Linked DNA regions of Gossypium hirsutum: region 2 is linked to region 1. Evidence: chromatin contacts called from public Hi-C data. All regions are on one chromosome and are shown on one strand. The core of a region is the stretch at or near the end of the contact, and the rest is flanking DNA. Distances in the headings are between cores, read along the strand shown. Region 1 holds the start of LOC107918790. Region 2 holds the start of LOC107918444 (ureide permease 1).

Region 1 (4,819 bases), core at 724-3,223:
CTTGCCTTCAAGACCCTCTAATGGGTTGTTTTCCAAGTCATGGTCCATAGTGTCTTTACCTAAACCACTTGAGCAGCCCACCACTTTTCTTTCCATAATATTCGAATTTACTTTCAAATTTAATCCCAATATGGGATTAATTTTGTACCCTGATTCCTGCCCTCTAATATTCCATAAATTTCTCCTAGAATCTTGCTTTTCAAAATTGGCTTTCAAAAAATTTGCATCATCTTCCTCACAAAGCCAAAAATTGGCCGTGGTAGTTTCCCTTATTGACTATGCTTTTAACGACAAATCCTAACCTAACTCTAACTCTTATTATCCACGCGATAATCTAACTAGACAGAACTTATCACCACGTCCCAAACATCCGCAAATAAAACGAAAGCGTTAATTTCTCATATTTAAAATTCGCATAAACAAAACTCGATTGAGAAATCTTTATTTTATTTCGTCTCTTTAATGGAACACGAACATCTACTTGAACTAGAATCCTCATAAAATTTGTATACCCACGGTTTTGCAGTTTAGAATCATATTCCACAAAATTTCCAATGAAATTTCTGAACTATCTAGCAACATTTTCAAAAAAAAAACCAGAGGGTAAATCATGTATTTGGACCCAAAAATACGAGAAAACCAAAGGAACTTGCATCGGATCTTCATCCTCCTTTAAACGGTAAAACACCAAAAGGTGGTTATTGAACGTCAACAGGGCGCCATTGATCATTCTATCAATATCAAGTGCATGAAAGAGTTTGAATAAAAAACGTTTCTCACCCAAATCTGAAATTTGAACTTACCCCAATGAATGCAAGAGATTTGTCGAAGTGTTTCTCATTGCAGGAAAATGTATCACACTCGCCGTAATAAAACATCCAACAAGACTGAATTCATAAGCCTTTTTCTGCAACTCAAATCCATGAGAAAATTGCCAAACCTCTTCTTTAACATCTTCTATACTCAACTTAGCAAGGTTTTTTTTCCATTTTCGAAAGCAAAAATAGCAAAAGGCAAAGGTGGCATAAAAAATAAAGAAATCAAAAGAAACCGACAAAACAAAGGAACAAAAGACTTGCTACTGTGAACAAACAAAGAGAGACGAAAAACGTGCTACTGTGAGCCAACTTTTGTTCATGCGCATTAAGTTTTAAAAACAATTAAACTTCATAAATTTATAATAAAATTTAGATGTTGCAATATATGAAATCAGCTGTAAGTGTGAAGAGACAATGAAACCATGTGGTCCCAATGACCTTTTCTTCTTTCACTCTTTCTCTTCTTCAGCAAATAACGAATACCATTGGTTATAAACATCATATTTCCACCATTATAATTATGCTAAACTCACACAATCATATGATGTTTCTCCTTGTGAGGTTTTTAGGGTTCCTATTTTTGATTAATTTTGAGAGTCTTATCAATAATTCCAAAAGGGGAAATCTCATACCTTTAGATGCATAAAAAAAATTGATAAAATATAAAGAATTAACTCCTCCAATATACTTAAAAAAAAACTAGATTATTGGATTAGTATGTAATTTTATTTTTATTGATATTTATGAATTAAATTTACTACCATGCTTTAATTGTGCATCGAATTTTGCCATTTTACTTGATTAAATTTTACCACTAAATTTTTGTTTTTATTAAACTTTACTGTCCAATTTTAATTTAGAATAATTTGAACACAAAATTCAATGAAAATATTTTTATATCTTATTTTAATATTTAACAATAATAAGTTAAATAATATAATATTAAAAACTTATTTTATATATTTCTATTCTTCAAGTATTTATTTAATTAAATACAAAATTTTCAGTTAATTTATTAATTTTTAATATTTTTTAAATACAAAAATAAAATATTTCAAATAATCAAAATTAGAATTCAGCAGTAAAATTTAAGGTAAAGAAATTCTAGTGGAACCATTGATATAGCTGTCATTGGGATGAAATTTTGACGAATTACTAAGGTATTCCAAATTTAGAGGTAAGGAAGCCCAAGGTCTCTTATTTCCCCATGAAATCTACCAAAATAATGGGCCGTACCAATCGTGGCACAAACAAAACAAAACTTGGAATGGGAAGTATATTTCGGATCCAGCCCAAGAAAGGGGAAAAAATATTAATAGTTCAAATTTTGAAGTTTAATCTGAAAGATAGTATAAGTAATTTCACCTACTGGTGTTTGTTTTTACGACTGCAGAAAAGTAATTAAAGAGGGGATGGAGGGTGGAAGAGAAAAAGAAGAGGAACAAGATGGCGTTTCCGTACATTCTCCTTGCAAAGCTCCGCCGTCCTCCGCCTCTTCTCTTCCTAAGGTTTCTCTCGCCGTTTCGTTTTTTCTCCGTTTTATGCAATTAGTAATCACTTTTTTTTGTTGATTTTTATTTAAATTTTATATTTATCTGTTGATTTATTAGGAGCAACAGGAGGTGGAATTGGAGCTCAGGCTATTGGAAGCACTTGAAATTTATCCTCCCGTCAAATTACGAGGCACGTTCATCGCTTCTTCTTCTTCTTTTTTTTTTTTAAATTTGTGAATTGTTTTTTTATAGGGAGAAGTTCTTTTGTATTTCAGTTTAAATATTGATTCTTAGGAGTTATCTGGAAAAAAAATGAATTGAATTTTCTTTTTCTGGATTCTAATTGTAAAGTTTTATTGGAAATTTGTATTTATGATTCAGTTTGTGAATTACTTTTTAACATGCTAGTAATGTGATCAATTCAAATGTTGATTCCGTTAATTTTCTTATTGCTGTGGTGAAAAATGGTTAAGCAATATTTTCAGCAAAAACCTTTAATGAATATGTATTTAGCTGGTAATTGCAGTAAAAAGGTCAGCTTTTTATTTCTGTAGTTGACTTGATTCTGTATTTGATCTGGTAGTTTTAGAACCTAATGGTGTTTTTCATGTCAATGAGACATTGGCTAAATGGCAAGGTTGAGGCATTAGGAACTTTTAGATTCCAAGTTCAAGTCCCTCATGTGTAAATCATGTATGCGCAAGTTAGTTTGATTGTTGACTTAATTGTTCAGTTCAGTGCTTGTAATGATTGATTTGGATGGAAACTGTTGATATACTTGTAAATTGTAACTTCAAAAACAAATGGTGCTTCATGTATATTGTTTATATGCCAATGTTAAGCTTTCAAACCTTAGAGCTACTTCAGTTGTTCAAATAACTTATATGTGGTAAATTATTTGGTGCATTTAGCAGTTAATGCACATTTTTATGGTAAAATAACTAGGATTCATTTTGGTCTTTAACAATCTACATTAATGCATAACTTTGAATCTAATTTGCTTCTTCGCAGGCGTGCATCGCCACTTTGTCCTCTATGGTCTGATGGAATTCCTGAGGAAAAGGTTTGTTCTGCCTCCTGTTCTTGCTGCTCCGAACTGATCCCCTCTTTCGATCCTGTTCTGTCATTTTTGTTTCTTTCATTTTTACTTATCGTTTTGCTAAATTTTGTCACAGCCTGGACCGGCATTTTTCTCCAGACGAGGTTCTGCAGTTGCTAGATCGTTTCTACAACTTGGAAGTGCTGGTAACTTGCCTGTTCTATAATTAATTTTCATGTCCATCAGTTAATATGGTATTCCTTTGAAGATGAGTTTTATGCATTGATTACTGTCTTGGTCTCAACATAAGAATTGGTAGCTGTCTTGTATCTTAGATGAGGAAGTCATTGTTACTTATACTCTTCATTTTCTTCTAAGTACCCCTGTTTGACATCTATTTCTGATGTATATTGAAATATTGATATGCACATATATGATCCTCCAAAAATATAGAAAACTTAGAAAAAAAAAATCGAGTTTACTCATGTTAGCACATACCCAAGTCCGATGCTCACCATCAAGTCCAAGTAAATTATAGGAGGAAAGTGCCTCCTGAAAAACTGGGTTGCTAGTTAATGTTTGTTGATGGTACAAAGTCTTTTTGATAAAAAAAAAAAAGAAAAGAAGGAAAAGTAGCCCTAAAACCCTTAATAAAAAGTGCTATTGCTTTTGGTGATGTCAAAAGATAGTTTTGTTAAGCTAATTTCTCTCTTTTGTAAATATCAGAAACCAGATGATGAAGAGATTGATATCCTAAACCATGAGGAAGATTTTTGCTTGCCACAAAGCTATTTTGTCAAGGAAGAACCCTAAATCAATTTTGGGGAATTTGGGGGGGGGCATCCTGATATTTGCACTAGACTTGGTTTTTTTACTTGAGATCTGATGATTTCTAACTGTGATAATGTTCCTTTATCAATTTGCACAATATTATTGTAAAAATTAGGTTGCAATTTTGATGGGATGTAATTAGTTTGGCTCTACCATCTTTTGACACCTTATTATTACTTTATTATTATTATTTTTTATCTCAGCTTATTATTACTTTATGATTTCTCTTTTTTGGGTAAAATATTTTTCTAAAATCTAGACTTATACTAATATTCTTAATTGAATGTATCACCAGTCAAAGTGATAAAAGAATAAATAGATAATTGATGGAAAACCTAATTTGTAATTAAAAGTTATATATCTTTATTTATAAAAGATATGCTATTTTTTTCCCCTCTTTATGAAAAAAAAAAGTGTTTAAAATTTTACATTTGTTTCTTCTCACTATTTTCTTTTATACTCTACATAAAAATATGATTTATTTTCATACATTTTTATTGTACTAAAAAAATAGTTAATTGAATTTTTGTTCAGTTGATAGCATTAGGAAAATAGTGATTAGAGCACTGAAGCACGTATAATACTCTAATCTAATTAGTTTAGATTTAGGGGTTTATAAGTAATGTAGAGAAACACCT
Region 2 (4,819 bases), core at 990-3,489, 220 kb before region 1:
ACTGAAAAGTAGAAAAATGCGGTATAGACAACCAAGTGTGGAACCCCTTCCTTCAAAGTGTGCCATTGATCATTTGTTGCCAAGTTGAAAGCTGGAGAGAATAGAGAGAAGCAAACACCAGCAAAGAAAGTTATGGATAAACCAACTATAGTGCTCTTCCCAAACACCTGCAATGACATTCAAACCAATATCATGTATAATATGTGCAAAAGCCATTGAATGAAGAAACTAAAACCTCGAAAGTCCAACCTTAATCGCTCTCCGTTTCTCGAGCTCTAAAAGGAATTCCGCAGTTCCGGCCTTTGCCTCCTCTATAATACCGGTCCCCTTCTCCAGATTCCTTAGTTCTGTTTACTAGTAAAAGGAGTCTCAGAATAAGAAGTGAGCAGCAAGTAACAAGGTAAGATATATTAGAGCTTTGTACCCTCATTTGTGAGTGCCCCATTCGATGTGGGGGAATATCCAGCCCTGGAAAATAGAACAGATATAGCAACTTATATGCATAGGAACTATAAAGGCTTTAAACGTAACAAAGTTCGTATACGGTTCATTGTCGAAGCAAATTGAACAGGAAATACCCTTTAAGTTTTGCTTTATTATCTGCAGCATTTGATGAGTGAACAGCTGATCCGAGACAAACAGCAATCAAGAAGCAACCGACGCCCGGGAAAAGAATTTGAGCTCTGTTGATCTTGTCATCCAAGAAGTAATTCAAGGTTGTGCCTGTTCAATCAGCACAAGGTTAACTAAAATTAAGAAATTCGAAGATCAAGTTCCGTTTATGCACAGACTGAAACGCGGACCTATAACAACTGTAATGCTTGCAGTGATCACTTCTGTCACTGATAGACCAACAAAAGCCCATGCATACTGTGTAGACAAATTCCCAAGGCTGAGAACCACCCCGCCGGCCATCGCAAACAAAATGGAAGGCCAGTTATCCTGCATCAATCACCATTAAAAGACTGCGATAGTCTACATTCAGAGTCTCAATTCCACCATGAAAATGGAGGGGACTAACCTGAGATAGTTGAGCAATAAAATTGGGTTTCTCAGGAGTGCTGCTGCCAATTTCACCAAATGTTAAAGCAATAATAACAGCAGCCAAGAGGTTTGTCATTGTATAATCAAGGTAAGTATGTTGAGGAAGACGACCTCGACGTTCGAGTAGCGTCATAATAGCAGGCCATGTGCCTAAAAAGAACAATGCCAGAAGCATACAGGCAATGGCACCTCCTTTGCTTTCCACCACATACATTTTCAAACCATTACAAATGATCCTCTCAATTGGTAGATATATCAGAGATGCAATGCCTGCAAAATCCTGTTATAAACAAGAAGTCTTAGAGTCCAATCTAATCTTTCATTTGAGCAAAGTTTAGTTAATTTTCTTGGCTATTAAGCCCTATATGTCCCAAAACTATTACAACACCATAGGTGAGGCTCCAAGAAGCTTGCAATTGGTGAAAGAAAGAAGCCTATATCTGAGTAGGCAAAAACACATGCACAGACAAGACATTGCTATAAAACCAGATTGGCCTCCTTAGAAATAACTGGTTTAAAGCTCATATTTAAGAAAGATAAAGCTTCATAATTCCCAGAAAAGAAAAACATGGAATATGCAAATAAACAAACAACAATAGAGCATGCTCTGTGGGGAAAAACAGATCCAGAATTGGTAATCAAAAGTCAACGGAACAAAGAAACCAAAGAAAAATTCCAGCAAAAACTCAAATTCCTGAAGTATGAACAGCATGTTTGTTATGAATTAGACACTTACCATATGCAAATCATAGGGAAAAGCAAAAGGGTATGAAAATAAGTGACCAAATAAGGTAGACCACCCAGAGTCCCAACAATAGTCTAGTTATCAAATAAACTATAATAACCCAGAAAAGTTCAGTAGGCCACACATGAATACACATGATATCAGAATTATACGAGTGTTTGAAGTTTTTACCTTAACCAGTTTAATGGCAAGAAACTGTGACTCAGAGAATTGTGCTAAAACAAAGCTGAGATACGTGCAGATTCAAGGAAAATAACAAACGACAAAGAAGAAAATAGAAATTAAAAGGGTGGAAAGGCCGCAAGTAAACTAAAAAAAGGGGAATGTGAAACCTCAGTAAGAGATTCCCTTTAGATCCAGACTCTGATAAGGATTCCTTAACTCCTTGCAAATGATTTTCAATGGTTGGTTGGCTTAGGCATAGACTATAGCTACTTACTGTAAAGTCAATATGGGGCTTTATTTAATTGCATAACATCCAAAATTATTGTCAAATAACAACAAAGAAATAAAAATGTGTACTTAACAAATAATCAAAAACAAAACTTTCGAAAAAAAAAAACCCATCAAAGCACCACCTAGAATAAAAGAAAGCAGAAAATTACTCTGCAATAGTACTTTTGGTTTATACGTTTAAATTATTATATGGTAGAAAAACAATACAATAAATCTTTATAAAAAAACAAATAACTAACAACAGAAACGAAACCACCAAATTTCATACATTAAACAATTATCATATATATATCTTTCAATTTTTGTGCTAAGAAAGAAAAAGAAAAGAGAATTCCCATATATTAAACTAATTCGGTCAATTTGAATGATTACTTGATCTAATTAAACGTTAAAAAGAAATTAGTGCCTAATGTGGTAAATGTTTTTCTCATGAGTAAATTATCGATTTTTTTATGAGTCCTTATTATTAGGCATTTCCTTTATGGGTTAGCCATGAATGTGTAGAAGAAGCCGTATATTGTATCCTTGTATCAATCAAAATAATATTTTATAATTTTGTAATTTTTTATAATTAGTTTACTATTTTTTAAATAATTATAATGTTTATATAAATAATATATAAATTGCTTAAATTTTATTCCAAATATAATTAGTTGTATAATATTTTAAATACTTTTTATATATATTTTTAAATTTAAATTAGCTTTTTTGGAAGAAAAAAAAAACCTAATTTATTGAAAGAAGTTTAAAATTTCTATACATTTTTAATTAAAAAACTGTAGGATGTTTTTAACATATTTTAATCACTTTTTAAACATTTAAGTAAAAATTCTAATAATTTCAAAAAAGTTTCGAATATGTTTGTTAAATTTTTTTTAAAATTCTGTTAAAAATTTCAATGTACAAGACATTTTAAAGCATAATATAATTTAAAATTTTAAACATATTAATTTAAAATATTTTCAAAATATTGAGAATGTTAAAATAAACTGTTTTAACTCTCAAATTTATTAAAGTGTTTATGGAAATATGTAAAAGTAATCTATAAAATTATTTTTTAAAAATATAACATTGTCTATGTGCTAAAAATATTTAACTTTTTTTTTACAGTTTTTTAAACATAAAAAGAAAAGAAAAAACATATACTTTGAAGTGTTTATGATAAGCTTCCATTTATTTTCATATATTCCTACTTTTATTTTGCCAAATTGTTCAATATTAATTATAAATTAGACTCATAAGACTTTTTTTAAACAAAAGCTCATATATAATTTAGTAAAGACTAAAGAGTAATAAATAATTTAACATATTATAACTTAAAGTTATAGTTTTCATATATTTGCAATAATTATTAATGGTTAGTATTTTTAATCAATTATTTAATAATAAATTGATTTTTCAAAATAACAAATAATTAAAATTTTAAGTTTTGCTAATATTAATTTAAATAAATGAAATAATAATACGTTACCAATACATATTAAAACTAATAATTTATTTTTACTAAAAAAAACTAACAATTTATTAAAACAATATTTATACAACTGAGACAGATTGTTAGAATTAAGTGACCCAAATCCTTATTTAAATAAAATACTGTGGTAAAATAAAATAAAAGTAAAATCCCTATAGAGTTATACTTCTTTTATTTTATTTTAGAATAAGGTTTCTAAACCTTATTAAACTCTATCTATTTGATATTATTTGAATAAGGAGTTTCACTCCTATTAGAATAAGGTTTACAAGCCTATAAATAGGCATAGTCTACTCCTCTTGTAATTAAGTTTTCGACATAGTGAATTTTCTTCTCCTCTGCCTGTGGTTTTTTTCCCGAAAGGGTTTCCACGTAAAATTTGTGTGTTCTTTATTTTTCTATTTCTATTTTTCTTTGCGATATATTGTCATTACCAACATTATATTTTTCTCAAATTGGTATCAGAGCTTCCGGGTTGTTCATCTCAATCACGGTAATGACGTCTTTGAAGTACAAAATTCCGCTGTTGGATCGCAACACTAGATTTGCATTGTGGCAGATAAAGATGCAAGCAGTTCTTGCACAGATGGACTTAGAGGAAGCCCTACTAGGGGTAGATAAGATGCCTTCAACTTTGACGGAAGAAGAGAAGAAGCGCAAGGATCGAAAGGCGTTAACACAGTTACATCTGCATTTGTCTAACGAAATTTTACAAGATGTGATGAAGGAAAAGACTGCCGCTGGATTATGGAAGAGGTTGGAACAAATATGTATGTCGAAAACTCTAACTAGAAAACTACATATGAAACAACGTCTTTATGCTCATCGTTTGGAGGAAGGTGCATCTGTGCACGAACACTTAACAGTGTTCAAAGAAATTCTCTCAAACTTGGAGGCCATGGAGGTTCAGTATGATAAGGAAGATCTAGGGTTGATTCTACTTTGTTCATTGCCCCCGTCTTATTCAACCTTTAGAGATACGATTTTATATAGCCGCGAGTCTCTCACAGTTGATGAGGTTTATGATTCTTTAACCTCGTATGATAAGATGAAGCATCTTGTGGTTAAAACTGACTCTTAGGGAGAGGGTCTTATTGTTC

Evidence for each region. Hi-C and Micro-C count contacts between places; a contact is called where the count stands out from the background.
Region 2: a contact with region 1 is called in a Hi-C map of leaf, with 4 times the contacts expected there. The contact joins the promoter of LOC107918444 here to the promoter of LOC107918790 in region 1. A contact is called at or near these places in 13 of 34 Hi-C or Micro-C datasets (anther, callus, hypocotyl and 3 more).

What each region holds. Positions count from the first base shown.
Region 1 is chrD13:16,107,380-16,112,198 of Gossypium_hirsutum_v2.1, reverse strand. LOC107918790 reads left to right here and starts at 1,973. Exons shown (of 5, transcript XM_016848378.2): 1 at 1,973-2,326; 2 at 2,429-2,501; 3 at 3,323-3,374; 4 at 3,487-3,556; 5 at 4,077-4,399. The coding sequence starts at 2,231. The coding sequence ends at 4,163.
Region 2 is chrD13:16,330,981-16,335,799 of Gossypium_hirsutum_v2.1, reverse strand. It overlaps LOC107918444 (ureide permease 1), which reads right to left and starts at 2,239. Exons shown (of 9, transcript XM_041108798.1): 1 at 1,961-2,239; 2 at 1,022-1,324; 3 at 804-942; 4 at 579-723; 5 at 425-468; 6 at 250-347; 7 at 33-167. The coding sequence starts at 1,258.